Regions from separate parts of the Sus scrofa genome. Here region 1 is linked to region 2. Evidence: chromatin contacts called from public Hi-C data. All regions are on one chromosome and are shown on one strand. The core of a region is the stretch at or near the end of the contact, and the rest is flanking DNA. Distances in the headings are between cores, read along the strand shown.

Region 1 (3,149 bases), core at 42-2,541, 410 kb before region 2:
AGGAGAGGAAAGGAGAAGTGGACTCAGTTGCTTAGCCCCTTATGGGCAACAGGTTCTGAGCATAGATTGTTCCCATACCTGGGGGGACAAAGAATGGGCCTGCCTGGATCTCAATGGTCAGCATCCTTGGTGAAGACCTGCATACTGCCTGTTCTGGCTTCCTGAGAACAACAGTCCACCCGGCTCCAGTGCCACTGGGCAAGGCAAAGGCCAGCTCTTGCTGTGTCCACAGAGAGAAACCCAGCCTGCGCCTCCTTCCTGGAGCTTCAGCACCTACAAAGATGCTCTGGCTTTCTTAAAAGGAAGAAAGGAGCTTTGTGCTAGCTCTGCCGCCCTGGGGTTGGGGGCGGGGGTCAGAGATCAAAGGGCAGTGAGCTGCTGCTCCCAGGGGGCAGAAAGGCCATAAAAAGGGGGAGAAGGGGAGCTCAAATTCCGTTAGAAAAAGGCTCCTTGATTAGGCTCCGGGGGCTGCGATGAGGAGAGCAGAGCCTGGGCGGGGGCGGGTGGGGGGGGAGTGTCACTAGTTCTGGGGCAGTAATAGGGGATAGAGGCAGAGTTTGGGGAGCACGTCCCAGGTAAGAAGGTCGAGAATCTGAACAAAGGTGGATGAAGGCTCCGAACCCTGGGGACCGGGACTAAAATTGTGTCCGCCAGGAACCGTGACACCGCGGGGCCCGGACCCGGCCAGGGCACCTTTGTCCCTCTCGAAAGCCCCAGACCGCTGACCACCTCTCCTCCTGGACACCTCCGCCCGGCGCGGCACTCACCCGGTCGCTGCTGGCGGGAAGTCCAGAGATCCTTTCCTCAGGAGGGGGCGCTGGGGGGCCAGGGGTCTCGACCCGAATAAGTCGGTGGGGGGGCGAGCCGTGACGCGGAGGCGGCGTGGGGCCGGGGACGGCAGGGGTGGCTAGGGCAGCGGAGCCGGACGGCCCCCCGGAATAGGGGTCTTCGAAGTCGCGCTCCTTCTGCAGTCGGTAGGCGGCCAAGATGTCCGGGGGTGGTGCGGGGGGTGCGGCCGGGGAGGGTGTAGGGGGGCGGTAGTCCGGTTCGGGGGGCGCCGGTTTGCCTCCACCTCCGCCGCCGCCCCCGCCGCGGAAGCCCAGATGCTCCCGGAGCCACTTGGCCACTCCGCCGCTGCTACCCCCTCCTGGGCCGGCTCCTGCACCCCCGGCGCCCCGGCGCGATCCCCCCGGGCCGCCCCCTGCGCTCCCCTGCGCCCGCGGCCCCGGGCCGGAGCCAGCCGGAGGAGCTCCGCTCAGTAACATGGGGCCAGCCAGACTGAACGCGGGGAGAGCAGCGGCCTGGCTGGGGGCGGGGAGGGGGCGGGGAGGGGGCGGAGCTCCACTGGCGGCTGGAGGGGGTAGGGCTCGTCAGTAACAAGGGAGGGGCGGGGTTCCGCTACCTAAAAGGGTCTACCTCCCCTGCCCCATGTAAAAGAAGGGCTGAGGCTTCCAGCCCTTGTGAATACTGGAGAAGTAAAGTGGCGACCCCGAGGGCAGGGAATGCGACCTCTGAGGATGAATCCCCCATGTGTCGCCCAAACGTGCCCCTGATGGGGGCGCACCTGTCCTTATATGTTCCCCTCCCCACCTCCCACCTCCCGCGTGACGCCGAGAGGGGAGCCCTCAGACTCCAGGGTTCTTGGCCCTCCGGAGCCTTCCGCCCCCACCTTTACCCTCCCCAAGGCCTCCCACCTGGGAAATAATATCGTAGGAGGAAAAACTGGGGTGGGGTATGAAACAGGGGCTGTTCTGTAAGATGTGTCTGTAACCACCACCTCCCGCGTGCTACCATGGGAGCCCCACCTACTGCCTCCAATCTAACTGCCCGCCCCGCCCGCACATACTCAAACCCACTCTGGGCAGATACGCCTCACGTTACAGTCAACTCCCTAGAGGCACCCACGTCTCCCGTGGGGTTTCCACACATCCTTCTCTCAGGCAAATCCCTCCCACTCACAGGCGCACCCGCGCTAAGCAGATGCCCCCTCTTCCTCCCCGCCCTAAGGGCAGTGTGCGCACAGAGAAATCCCTTCAAGTCACATCCTGGGTTTCATTGTCAATCAGATTAGTGACAGAATAAAAACAGACAAGTCAATAAATCAAGTCTAGAAACAGTTCCAATGTTGTCTATCACAAACCCCTTATCTTCCAGAGGCTGGGATGCTCAAGCAATAGGCATTTTTGTCTTAGAAATAAAGCGTTTCTCCCCAGAAACGTTGTAACCCTGAAGCTGACGCCAACATTTTCTTTTGGCTCAGTTAGAAAGCAGCTTCACCTCACCAACATCCCACTCCCACTCCCACCCCCCTTGGCACTGCCTCAGTGTCTCCCTTATTCTTAGGCTCCTATTTACCTTGTAAGGGGGCAAAGACTCAAGAGATGTCGCAAAGGGAAGAGGCCTTAAAGCTGGAGTAGAGTAAGATGTGATGGTAAAACTGAGAATCCCCTAGGATTCCCAGGGCCCTCAAAATATTCGTGGAGTTTTTGCCCTGTTCACATTCTAGTCGGTGTTACAGAACAGTGTTTTTCAAACTTTAATGTGAACACAAATCTCCTGGGGAACTTGTTAAATTGAAGTTTCAGATTCTGTAGGTCTCGCTGGGATGGGGTCCCTGTGTAGTTCTAACAGGCTCCCAGATGATACAGATACAACTGGTCCTCCCACCACACTGAGTGGAAGGGCTATAGTAGATGCTGAAACATCTGATATTGTTCCTCATTTCATGGCTTATGATAGAGGAAATACCATGTACATTGTAAAAATGTGCAGCTTAAAAAATTGACTAACAGGGAGTTCCCATTTTGGCTCGGTGGGTCCCTACTAGTATGCGTAAGGATGCGGCTTTGATCCTTGGCCTTGCTCAGTGGGTTACAAATCCCACATTGCCTCAAGCTGCAGCCAGCCATGGGTCACAGGCAGCTGGGATCTGGCGTTGCCTTGGTTATGATGTAGGCTGGCAGCTGCAGCTCCGATTTACCTGGGAACCTATGTGCCGTAGGTACAGCCCTGAAAGGCTGAAAAAAAATTGGCTAACAAAGCAATGCTGGACATAGAGATAATAAAGACTGGTCCAGAAGAATGGTCCAGTTGATCCACATTGGATGGTCTCCTCAATCACTGGGTGTCTGACAACAATAGTTACGGGC
Region 2 (3,319 bases), core at 563-3,062:
TTGTTGGTGGGAATGTAAATTGGTATAGTCCAACGGAAAACAGTATGGAGATTCCTCAAAAAATTAAGAATAGGACAATATGATCCAGTTATCCCACTTCTGGGTATTTATTCAAAGAATAGGAAAATATTAATTTGAAGATACTTGCACTCCTAAGTTCATTATGGCATTGTTTACAATAGCCAAGATTTGGAAACAGCCTAAAGCATGCCCATCAATGGATGAATGGATAAAGATGTGGGATACATATATATATGTGTGTGTATATTCATTACATATATAGTATGTATGTGTATATATATATATGTATATATATATACACGAAATACTACTCAGACATAAAAAAGGATGAAACCTTGCCATTTGTGACAACATGGATGGATCTTGACGGTATTATGCTAAGTGCATTAATTCAGATGGAGGAAGACAAATACTGTATGACTTCACTTGTATGTGGGATATAAAACGCAAACAAAATAATCAAACAAATTAAACAAAAACACTGAAGTGCAGAGAAAAGAATAGTGGTTACCAGAGGGGAGCGGGGGAGGGGAAGGATGAAATGAGTAAAGGGGATCAACTGTAGGGTGAGGGATGGAAATTAAGTATTTGCTTGTAAGCATGCTGTAGGGTATAAAGAAGTAGAAATGGAATATAAAATGTTATAAACCAAAGTTACTTCAATAAAAAATAAACCTGAAAAAAAAAAAAAAAAAAAAGAAAGCAAGCAAGCCAGGGGGAGGAGCTCAGAAATTGTTAACAACTTTATTAGGTTGCTTTCCTGAGGCAACCGTCTCTTTGTGGTTACCTCAATAATTTTTGGTTTGCTAGTGTTCCTCTTTAAAAAGAAAAAAAAAAAGTATAGAAAAAAGTTGACTGAAACAAAAAATTCAAAAAACTAGTTCTTCAAAAATTGCAAAATGAAATAAATGTAAAACAAATGTAAGTAGTTATATTTTCAGGGGACTTTTTAAAGGAAAGTTTGTAACTCACATCTAAAGTTATTAAAGCTTAAAATTGCAGCAAGACTTCTGGACACCCAATGCATGCTATGAAAATGTTCTCTAGATCTGATGTGGTGGAAAACCACTCACCTACACTTCTCACCTACTTAGAGCAGCCAGTTGAAAACATCTAGCATGAAAGTATGATTGAACATGGTTTGGAGGCGAGCGGGTGAAAGCCAGCTGACCTTAGCCTCCACCCCTGAGGGAAAAGCGCTGCTCCAACGCTTAATAAGGTGAAGTTTTGGGGCTTCTCTGAGCCTCGGTTGCCTTAGCTGAGAAATGTGCATGGGAACAGCTGTCTCTCTGGACAATGTTTGGAACCAGATGAGAAGCACAGGGCCCACTGGAGGACCAGAAGACGCCAACCGCCGGGCCTCTGCCCACAGCCCCGCCTTCACCTTTGTCCCTCCCAGTTACGCAACAGAGTAGGCACCCAGATGGGGGAGAGCGATAGGTGCCCTCCGTGCCCACTCTGTGCCTAGGGCGCCCAGCCACACTCCAGGGTGCGCTGGGGGTAGGGGCGAGTCTGCCTCGCCGGCGGAGCCCCGGCCCGCTGGACCCACGTCCCTGGCTGTCCCCCGTGCGTGCTCATAAGCCTGGGTGCAGTCTGAACTTGGCCTTGGTGCTGGGACTGCGGCGCCGGGCGGGGCGCTGGCGGGACCTTTCCGGAACTTTCTGGGGGGTCGGGGCGGGGTGGGGCTCGCTCTCCCCGCCTCCAGCCTCCGCCCGGGGAGCGGGTGGTGCCCCAGCTGAGGCTGCAAGCCCCAGCGGGGAGCGGCAGGTTTTGCTGCGCCAACACTGTGGCCGGAGGCTCTGCGCGCCTTTGGGTAAGAGGCATACCCCTCGGCCGATCTCAGGCCCGTAGGGGAGGGGGACCAGGCGGGGACAGAGATCGCTCTGAGGCCGGTTGTTTATCTAGATATGTCCAAGCAGCTGGGACTGTTCCATCCCTCTTTACACTTTTCTTGCCCACACAGCATTCACAGCTCTTGCCGCCCTTGTTGGAACCTGGGTCTTGGGACCCCTTCCCAGTGTCAGGCCTCGGGGTCGCTGAGAGACCGGACCTGTGAGGAGCGATTAAATACTGAAGTTATCTGTTGGCTTGTGTATGGGGATTTTTTGCTAGAGTGTGTGGGAATTTCTGGCACCTTTCACCTGTTGACTGTGTTCTTAAGCATGTTTCCTGGGTCGCAAGTGAGCGCTCAGCCCCAGTGGGGTGGGAGGTGACGTCTGCTCCTTTGCCCATAGTGGGGCACGTTTCTCCAATGCCAGAGCTCAAGGGACCGAGGAGCGCTGGAGGAGGCAGCTTCAGCTGCTGCTGGAAGCAACAGAGGAGAGCATTTAGGGCCGTGCCCAACAGGAATTGGTGGAAAGAGTCCTCTGGTCCTTTCCTTTCCCATTCGTTTCTCTCTTTTAATTATAAAAATCCCAAACTAGCTTCATACTCAAAGACACAGTGAGCAGAGCCTCCGGGTTTGCCTGTACGGCCCATTGCTGTAATGTAGGTTTCTGACCAATTTTTGTGTCTTGTATCCCTTGGACAGTTCGGGGAAGACTAAGGACCCTTTCTCAGGGCAATATTCTTAAAGGTAAAAAAACAAAAGGCAAAGTATTATCAAGGAAACCAGTTCCAAAAAACTTGTCACAATATTAAAAGAATTTATGATATTTATGATATGTTCTTAAAAAAAAAAACAAAACGAATGCATTAAATAACAAGATCCGGCAGTGGATCTAATAGCTACTGAAATTTCGAAGTCATAATGAACATAAGATTTCAAGATTTAGAAAATCCTTGTAATATAAGAATATGTCTGTGATTTCTCTTTGTGAAAAAGTGGTGGGCACAGTCAGTATTCCTGGGGTTGTCGCCTGTATATGTAATTGAAGAAAGTGCTAAATTTCAGTTAGAGATTAATGAAAATAAAGATGTGAATTTTTATTTTCCACCCAAGTTCATGGTTAAGTGGAAAGGGTAGTGCACAGGAAGTCAGGTCACATGGCTTCTGGTCTTGACACTTCCATTGACTAGCAGCATGAGCTTGTCTTTTGGACTTATTTCCACCTTGACTTCTTCATTGTACAGTAGAGATAATCATGACTTCCTACTTATTTAAGGTGTCCAGCACTGCATCTGCTACAGAGAGGGTGAAATAAATCCCATTTATTAGAACTTGTTTTTCTCTCTTCCTAGACCCCAAGTTTATAGCCATCACCATTGTGTCTCCATTCTTGGTAGATGGAATGTACTCAATAAATACTTTTTGAATGAATAAGTGTATTGGAGAGGATTGCTTGAAAGTACATCTAAA

The links. Hi-C and Micro-C count contacts between places; a contact is called where the count stands out from the background.
Region 1: a contact with region 2 is called in a Hi-C map of heart right ventricle, with 2.7 times the contacts expected there. The contact joins the promoter of SHF here to the promoter of SQOR in region 2. A contact is called at or near these places in 2 of 47 Hi-C or Micro-C datasets (embryonic fibroblasts and heart right ventricle) and 1 of 2 datasets of contacts at active chromatin or transcription factors (alveolar macrophages).

Annotation. Positions count from the first base shown.
Region 1 is chr1:126,547,878-126,551,026 of Sscrofa11.1, reverse strand. SHF (SH2 domain-containing adapter protein F) reads right to left here and starts at 1,291. Exons shown (of 6, transcript XM_005659642.3): 1 at 768-1,291. The coding sequence starts at 1,265.
Region 2 is chr1:126,135,520-126,138,838 of Sscrofa11.1, reverse strand. SQOR (sulfide quinone oxidoreductase) reads left to right here and starts at 1,812. Exons shown (of 11, transcript NM_001244238.1): 1 at 1,812-1,834.